3 separate regions of the Mus musculus genome follow, and regions 1 and 3 are each linked to region 2. The links are chromatin contacts, called in public promoter capture Hi-C maps. All regions are on one chromosome and are shown on one strand. Each heading gives the region's core, a stretch centred on a gene start, on an enhancer-like site or on the middle of the called end of the contact. The rest is flanking DNA. Distances are from core to core; before and after follow the strand shown. Region 1 overlaps Phf20 (PHD finger protein 20). Region 2 overlaps Phf20 (PHD finger protein 20). Region 3 overlaps Phf20 (PHD finger protein 20).

What was found. Capture Hi-C pulls out chosen DNA fragments and counts their contacts.
Region 1: a contact with region 2 is called in a promoter capture Hi-C map of adipose tissue. The contact joins two enhancer-like sites. A contact is called at or near these places in 1 of 15 datasets of contacts at CTCF or cohesin (CD8 T cells), 7 of 484 Hi-C or Micro-C datasets (Sertoli cells, Th17 cells, bone marrow-derived DN3 thymocytes and 4 more), 2 of 115 datasets of contacts at active chromatin or transcription factors (the HPC-7 cell line and embryonic stem cells) and 3 of 9 other capture datasets (adipose tissue, liver and pancreatic islet).
Region 3: a promoter capture Hi-C map of adipose tissue shows a contact between it and region 2. The contact joins two enhancer-like sites. A contact is called at or near these places in 4 of 39 promoter capture datasets (hippocampal neurons, liver and pre-B cells), 14 of 484 Hi-C or Micro-C datasets (B cells, CD8 T cells, DN3 thymocytes and 7 more), 11 of 115 datasets of contacts at active chromatin or transcription factors (the HPC-7 cell line, the SCID.adh cell line, bone marrow-derived dendritic cells and 6 more) and 4 of 9 other capture datasets (adipose tissue, embryonic stem cells, liver and 1 more).

Annotation. Positions count from the first base shown.
Region 1 is chr2:156,232,543-156,235,242 of GRCm38.p6, forward strand. All of the region lies in intron 2 of Phf20 (PHD finger protein 20), which reads left to right. Among named protein-coding and RNA genes, the nearest start is that of Phf20, 37 kb to the left of the region's middle. Within about 2 kb of position 1,304, at least 72 of the 459 cell types and tissues checked have an H3K27ac peak or open chromatin away from gene starts, as enhancers often do. A contact at or near this core is called in adipose tissue, where this site is marked.
Region 2 is chr2:156,297,020-156,299,719 of GRCm38.p6, forward strand. It overlaps Phf20 (PHD finger protein 20), which reads left to right. Exons shown (of 18, transcript NM_172674.2): 15 at 1,502-1,697. Among named protein-coding and RNA genes, the nearest start is that of Cnbd2, 14 kb to the right of the region's middle. Within about 2 kb of position 1,397, at least 25 of the 459 cell types and tissues checked have an H3K27ac peak or open chromatin away from gene starts, as enhancers often do. A contact at or near this core is called in adipose tissue and hippocampal neurons, where this site is marked.
Region 3 is chr2:156,201,968-156,204,667 of GRCm38.p6, forward strand. All of the region lies in intron 1 of Phf20 (PHD finger protein 20), which reads left to right. Among named protein-coding and RNA genes, the nearest start is that of Phf20, 6.7 kb to the left of the region's middle. Within about 2 kb of position 1,329, at least 157 of the 459 cell types and tissues checked have an H3K27ac peak or open chromatin away from gene starts, as enhancers often do. A contact at or near this core is called in adipose tissue and hippocampal neurons, where this site is marked.

The DNA of each region.
Region 1 (2,700 bases), core at 54-2,553, 65 kb before region 2:
GAACTCCCTCTGTAGACCAGGCTGGCCTCCAACTCAGAGATCTGCCTGCCTCTGCCTCCCAAGTGCTGGGATTGAAGGTGTGGGCCACCTCGCCCGGCTTAACCCTGTTTTTCTGTCTGTGTGACAGTAGAGCACACAGAGCACTCAGAGCAGGCATGTGGGCAGATGCTTGTTGCTTCCATTTAGTTTGTCTGTGTTGTTTATGCCAAGGCCTGGCTCTCCCTCACTTTAGTATGCTGCGAGTTAGACAAACAGCAGTGACAATGAACATCTTGCAGATTTGTTTTGACAAGTATGAGGCTTAATGTCCCCAATGGTTTTATATGGACAGTCTTACTTAGTTCTCCCCAGAAATGCTGTATTTGGGGGTATACAGCTGAGCAATAGAACACATATTTAGGGCATACAGGCCCTGGTTTCCATCTCTAGCACTGAAATAAAGACATAAATAAAATAAAGGTCTATTTGGAATTGAGTGACTTGAAAGACAAGAACTTACTCTGTTGGGTGTAAGGCTCACTTAGCTCAGTTTGACAGCTGAACTCCAGAAGGCCTCATACAGATTTATTTGTAATCATCCAGGAGAGATTTGTTTTCAAAATTTAAGGTCCCAAAGAAGTAATACAATTTGGATTTTTATTTCTTGGGGTGAGGATGGTGGTGGTGGTGTGGTGGTGCTGGCATTAAATTCCCTGAGATTCTTCTGTCTCTGCCTCCCAAGTGCTGGATTAAAGGAATACATTTGACTTGGAGTTTATACAAATACACTTGCAATCCCAATACCCAAGACACAATCCTGGCCTACGTATGAGACCTGGTCTCCAACAAAATGAAGCATGACCAAATAGCTAGTGGATAGGGTGTAGCTTAGTGATAGAGCCCTTGGCTGGCATGCAAGAAACTGAGATTCAGTGGCCTGCAGTGGAAATAAAACAGCAACAAATAATAAGCTGGATGTGGTGAGTCACTCCTGAAACCCCAGTGCTAGGACTTTGGGCAGGAGGATTGACAAAAGTTCAGTACTAGCTTGGGTAACATAGTAATATCTAGGCCGGCTAACAAGACCCTGTTTCAAAAAAACAAAACTCAAACCAAAGGTGATTCTAATTTTGGAGCTATTGCTTCTGGGCACATGTCTCTCTAGAGAGTAACTGCCTACCCCACTCACTTGCAGACTTGTACAGACATGCTGGCTAAGATGACAGGCTTTCCTAGTCAAGATGCTGGGTGGATGGAATAGAAAGTGCCTGCTATGCTTGATGCTCCTGCCTTCTTCCTGTTGTCTGTCAGCAGTGTACCATCTGTCCCAAGCAGCAGGCGGGCCTTCCCTGTTCTTGCAGCAAGCACAGTGAAATAGCTTCTGTCTGCTGCCTTCCAGATCCTTCTGCCACATTCTCCCTACTTTATTTCTAGTTAAGTGCTCATAGTTTCTGTTCCACGTAGAAAGAATTTAAAAATCTGATTTGTAATGTCCTTTATTTTTGGTTTCTTTTTTATTATTTGTGTGTGTACTAGCTGGTTTTGTGTCAGCGTGACACAGCTGGAGTTATCACAGAGAAAGGAGCTTCAGTTGACGAAATGCCTCCATGAGATCCAGCTGTAAGGCATTTTCTCAATTAGTGATCAAGGGTGGGAGGGCCCTGTCCATTGTGGGTGGTGCCATTCCTGGGCTGGTAGTCTTGGGTTCTATAAGAAAGCAGGCTGAACAATCTAATTAAAAACATCCCTCCATGGCCTCTGCATCAGCTCCTGTTTCCTGACCTGCTTGAGTTCCAGTCCTGACCTCCTTTGGTGATGAACAGCAGCATGGAAGTGTAAGCTGAATAAGCCCTTTCCTCCCCAACTGGCTTCTTGGTCATGATATTTGTGCAGGAATAGAAACCCTGACTAAGACAGTGTGCGTGTCTGTCTGTCTGTCTGCTGTCTGTCTGAGTGTGTGTGTCTGTGTACATATAGTATCGCAATTTGCCTATGGAGGTCAGAACAGCTTACAGGTGACTTTAGTCTGTTTTCTCCTGTAGTGATGGAACAGGGTCTCTGCATGCTGCAGACTAGCTTGCCTGAGAGTTATGGGCAGTTCTGTCTCAACCTCCCACCTTCCCACAGGAGATCTGGGCTTACAGATGTGTCCATCTGGCAGTTTTACCTGAGTTTCAGGGATCAAGCTGAAATGTGCAGGCTTGTTGTGGCAAGTGGGCTTACCCACTGAGCCATCTCATCTACCACTTGGTGTCTTTCTCTCTTTCTTTCTTTTATATTTTTTATTTTATATGTATGGGTGTTCCTGCATATGTGTCTGTGCCTGCTGCTCACCCTAGAAGCCAGAAGAAGATATCAGATCTCTTGGAATTGGAGTTACAGAAAGTTATGAGCTGCGTTGTGAGTTCTGGGAATTGAAACTGGGTCCTCTGGAAGAGCAGATAATGCTCTTAACCATTAACCACTGAGATATCCTTTCAGCTCCTGCTTTCCTTTAGGATTCTTTCTACTGATCATGTTTCATGTTTTGGTGTCCATTACTTCCCCCCTTTGTCTCTCATTATGTATGCATGCATGCTACAGCTGTCTTCAGACACACCAGAAGAGGGCATCAGATACCGTTACAGGTGGTTGTGAGCCACCATGTGGTTGCTAGGAATTGTACTCAGGACCTCTGGAAGAGAAGTCAGTTGTTTTAACTTCTGAGCCATCTCTCCGGCC
Region 2 (2,700 bases), core at 147-2,646:
TGATAAAACTATCCAGTGTGGAATGCTCCATGAATTATTCTGTTGGTCTTGCTCAGGGCCTGGCTGATCTTTTGTTCCAGTTTTGGCAGACACTTTCTTCCTTGAGAGCTCTGAGGATGGGCGTGTGGCTCTCTCTGTTGGTGCCATTTCAGGGATGTCGGAGGGCACATTTGCACACACACACACACACAAACATCCCAGCCCCCATTGTGTCACTGCCCCTGGAAGGGATGAGCCTTGCCTGCTCTGGAGCACTCTTAAGCGGAGTCTTGCTCGGCTCCTTAGTGGGGGTCATTGGTTAATGGGTAGTGGCTCTTGACTGTCCCTTCCACCATGCCCAGCCTGTTTCAAGGTTTCTTAGTGACTGAAGAGTGAATGAGTCAGGTTGGAAGGTGCTGTCTCCTGAGTTTTTGGAACAGGACGTGCTGCCTAGTCCCTGAGCTTAGTTTTCTGTCCTTTCTAAAGAGACTTGTGATGAGCCGGACCCAAGAGCCATCCAGGTCATCTGTTACGATGGGAAGCAGAGATGGGTCCAGAGAAGGGAGGGCTGTCACCTGTCTAGTTAAGGTCTGGGGCCTGTCACTTGTCTAGTTAGGATCTGGAGTCTTCTGTTCATACTCAGTCCATTTGAGACACATTCCAGGCTCTGGAACTGCAGCCATCAATATGACGGATCCTTTTCTGTCTTTTAATGAGACTGGGGACAAAGAACAGAAGTTGAAACAAGTTAAATAAACCCAAGACAGGTGTACAAGTGAAGCTAGGAGGGAAAGCAGAGAGGGGGAGCCAGAGGCTCTCTGATGCTGGCTGGTGGCCAAAGGCCTGCCTGAGGAGATGGGGAACATCTGTCCTGGAGAGGCCCAGGGGATGCCTTGTCAGAGCTCTGGAGGAAAGAGGTCAGGCCAAGGAAGAGATTTGTGTGTGTGTGTTTCTAAAACTCAGACAAACCATGATAAGGGTGGAGTGAGGAGAAGAGGAAAGAGAAGGATGCTGTCAGCCTTAATCGATCGATAGGGATTTGGGGTTTCCTTCTGTGAGCAGTCAGAAGCTGTGGGAGAGTGAGTGGAGGGGGGAAGGAAATGACTTCAATCTGAAGAGGTAATTCAGCCGGCCATGGTAGTGAACATTTGTATCCCAGAACTCTCCAAACAGAAGCAGGAGGAACAGGTTCAAAGCCAGTTTAAGCTACATGGTTAGTTTAAGGGTTGTCTGAGCCATGTGAGGCCTTGTCTAGAGAAAGAAGGGGAGGGGGCAGAAAAGATGGGAAGGGAGGGAGATAGTTGAAAGGAGGAAGACTACTGATCAGAATTGGAATCCGTGCTCTAGCCCCTGCTGCGGGTAGGAGGGCCCAGGCCTTATTTCAGCTTTGTCTCCAGCACCGAGTAGAGGCCAAGGAAACGTGAACAGAATGAGCACAGCCATCAAAGCACAGGACCGCGGAGGGGACAGGACAGCCTGGGTTCCTCAGGCATGTTTGACTGTTGCAATGTCGTCTCTTTAGGTCAGAGGCCTGGCTTCAAGTACTGGTATGACAAGGAGTGGCTGAGCCGGGGACACATGCATGGTCTGGCATTTCTGGATCAGAACTACTCCCACCAGAATGCCAGGAAGATCGTGGCCACCCACCAGCTGCTCGGGGACGTGCAGAGAGTGATCCAAGTGCTGCACGGCCTGCAGCTCAAGATGAGCATTCTGCAGTAAGTGTGTGCCTGCAGCTCTGGGCAGGAGCTTACTCAGGCTCTCAGTTCAGTCAGGTTTGGGGAAAAAGGGAAAGCCACAAAGACCTGTACCACAAAATCTGTTACTATGCTGAGCATGTGGCTTCGGGTTGAGTGTTTGCCTAGCATGTGTGGCACTGAGTTTGATTACCAGTACGCTCCCCCACCCCACTCCCCCAAAAGTCAGTTATGTAATAAACGTTTCTTTGTAAAGCAGTTGACTTATTGAGGAATACTTTGCATGTAATTAAGTTCACTTATTTTAAGACCTCATTGAATTTGATAAGTGCATATATTCAGGCAACTAACACTGTAAACCAGGACATGATGTGTGCATTTGGTTTCTCTTGTTTGCCCGTACAGGAATGTGTGTGTGTGTGTGTGTGTGTGTGTGTGTGTGTGTGTGTGTGTGTGTGTGTGTGTGTGTGTGTGTACCAAATGGCACATGGTCAGAGGTCAGAGGACAGTTTGCAGGAGGTGGTTCTGTCCTTCCACCATGTCTTAGCCTTCCCTTGAGAAATGGAATTATAGATGTTGGCCACTATGGCTTAATGTATTCACTCACAGCTTGTGTTGTGTTACCTTTGGGTGTACAGTTACTTGTTTTACACTGAGGTTTTTTGGGGGTTTTTTTGGTTTTTTTTTTTTTTTTTTTTTTGGTTTTTTTGGTTTTGGTTTTTTGAGACAGGGTTTCTCTGTGTAGCCCTGGCTGTCCTGGAACTCACTCTGTAGACCAGGCTGGCCACGAACTCAGAAATCCGCCTGCCTCTGCCTCCCAAGTGCTGAGATTAAAGGCGTGAGCCACCACGCCCAGTGAGTTTTTTTTTTGTTTTTTTTTGTTTTTTTTTTACATTTATAGTGAGGGCTTTTTAAATTGTGGTAAAATATACATAATGCCAAATACCAAATTTGCCATCTGAACCTTTCTATTTATATCTATTTATTTTTTCTTTTTATAATAGGGTATCTTTATTTAGTACTG
Region 3 (2,700 bases), core at 79-2,578, 95 kb before region 2:
TGTCTTGGAACTCACTCTGTAGACCAGGCTGGCCTCGAACTCAGAAATCCACCTGCCTCTGCCTCCTGAGTGCTGGGATTAAAGGCATGAGCCACCACGCCCAGCTTAACCTTTAGTTCTTTTTTTTTTTTTTAATATTTTATTTATTTATTATATGTAAGTACACTGTCTTCAGACACTTCAGAAGAGGGCATCAGATTTTGTTACAGACAGTTGTGAGCCACCATGTGGTTGCTGGGATTTGAACTCAGGACCTTTGGAAGAGCAGTCGGCGCTCTTAACCGCTGAGCCATCTCACCAGCCCACCTTTAGTTCTTAAATTGTCTACAAAATATACTGTTTTCTCTGTATTACTAGATTTAACTGCTTAAATATATGTGCTTTTTTTTTTGCCCTGGGGTGCTAAGGTTTGAACCAGGGTATTATATGTTCAAGAGAAGTGTTTGTCTTCTGAACTTCTATATCTTAAGCTCTGATGGGTAATTTTTTTTTTTTTTTTTTTTGGACATAGAATCATTCCAGTAAGAACTGCTTAGCCAGTTGGTTTCTGATTCCTCTTGTTATTGTGAGAAGGGAGTCAGGATACCCCACATCAAGCCACTGAGTTTTTAAAGTTCTTCAAATAGACCTGATAAAGGGCAGCCTTTTGTTTGAAGCTAGGTGTTTGTTCTTGAGTGGAAGCTGCTGGTTTATCAGTACAATGCTCCAGGAGGCAGCCCTGGGGAGCTGCTGAAAGACACCCTTTGATGAGGTCTTAAGTTTGTAGCAATCTCGTATTTTAGGGGAGATTTCTTTCCTGTATATTTTTCAGCTAGGTTCTTTTACTGATCCTCCTGCCCCTTCCTCCCTAGTGCTAGGATCCTAGGCATGTGCTACTAAAACCCAGCTCTCAGTGGGGTTTTTCCATTCTGACTCTCTTAAATCATTAGTGTCTGTTGCCCTGTTAGCTTTCCTGGCCCTTTTCCAATGTGATCCTGTTCCAGGCCCTGATCAGGACCAACCTGAATGACTAGACTGTTCTGTGTCCCTGGTCTTCCCGCAGCCCCTCCACATCTCACAGGAATGTCAGATTATCTTCAGTGACAGATTTGATCTGCATCTGGCAGTGGTCCCAGCTCTTACACTCATGTGTGACCTCAGGCAAATCACTTTCTGCTCTTAGGAGCTCCCCCCCCCCCCAGCTGCATGCTGAGCAGTTGATTATTTCAAAGTTCACCCCTCCTGGAATCTGTAGGGACCTTGTTTAGAAACTCAGTTGCTTGCAGAGTGCCTAGTAGCAGGGCTGATTTCCTTCACTTTCCTTGCTTCAGTGGGCAGACTGCCAATGGTTTCCTTGTCCCAAGTCACTTCTGCTGGCACTGTCTCCTTTCTAGCCAAATTGCCAGCTTGTCCTCACACCCAGTTGTCAGCGTTCTTTTGCTCTCTGTGCTTTGTCAGTCCTGGGCTGTGTTCATTCAGAACTACCTGACGGTGGAAGTCGGACTTGAGTTCTCCATTCATTGTTAGTGGCCTCTGCATCACTAAGATCACTAAGCTGTTTGGTTTTAGGCTGTATTTTGTATATAACCATATTTTCTTGTAAATGCTTATTTATTTATTTATTTATTTTGGTTTTTCGAGACAGGGTTTCTCTGTATATCTCTGGCTGTCCTGTAACTCGCTCTGTAGACCAGGCCAGCCTCGAACTCAGAAATCCACCTGCCTCTGCCTCCTGAGTGCTGGGATTAAAGGCGTGCGCCACCATCGCCCGGCTCAGTTCCACCTTTTAAAACCAAAAATTTATGTACTTAGATTTTTATTTCTTTTTCCCACCTTATTTATTCTTTGTTTTTTAATTTTACTTAATTAAACAAACAAACAAAAAACTATTTTGTTGCCGGGCAGTAGTTGCGCACGCCTTTAATCCCAGCATTTAGGAGGCAGAGGCAGGTGGATTTCTGAGTTCGAGGCCAGCCTGGTCTACAAAGTGAGTTCCAGGACAGCCAGGGCTATATAGAGAAACATTGTTTCGAAAAACTAAAAAAACAACCAACCAACCAACCAACCCCCCCCCCCCGCCCCCCTCAAAAAAAACAAAACTATTTTGTTTTGCCTTGATGTATGTCTACTTCATGTACACAGTGTCCTATGAGGCCAGAAGAGGGCGTTGGATCCCCAGGAACCGGAGTTGCAGACAGTTGTGAGCAGAGCAGCCATTGCTCTAGCTCCCTCCGTTGTATTTTTTGATAGAATCTCTCATTGAACCCTGATCTCTCCACTTTGGTTTGATTAGTTGGCCAGAGAGCCCCTGGGATCTGCCTGTCTCTTGGGCTGTGCTGGGGTTGGGTTATAGGTGAGCTCTCCGGTCTTTCTGCTTGTGCAGCAAGCATTTTATTCACTGAGTAATCAACACCTCCCCCCCTTTTTCCTTTTTTTTCTTTTCTTTCTTTCTTTCTTTCTTTTTTTTTTTTTTGAGACAGGCTCTCCCTGTATAGATCAGGTTGGCCTCAGACTTGCGAGCATCATCTAATCTCTGCCTCCTGAATACTGAGATTATAAGCATGTGCTATCATGCCTGGTCCCTACCTCCTCCCTCCCCTTACATTTTCCCTCATTTTAATTAGCAGGACGAGTAGCATGGCATTTTAAAGGTGAAAGGCAATTTGCAGTCAGATGGAGTAGAGTGTGTTTAAGGCTTAGAATTCTAGCACTTGGACGGTG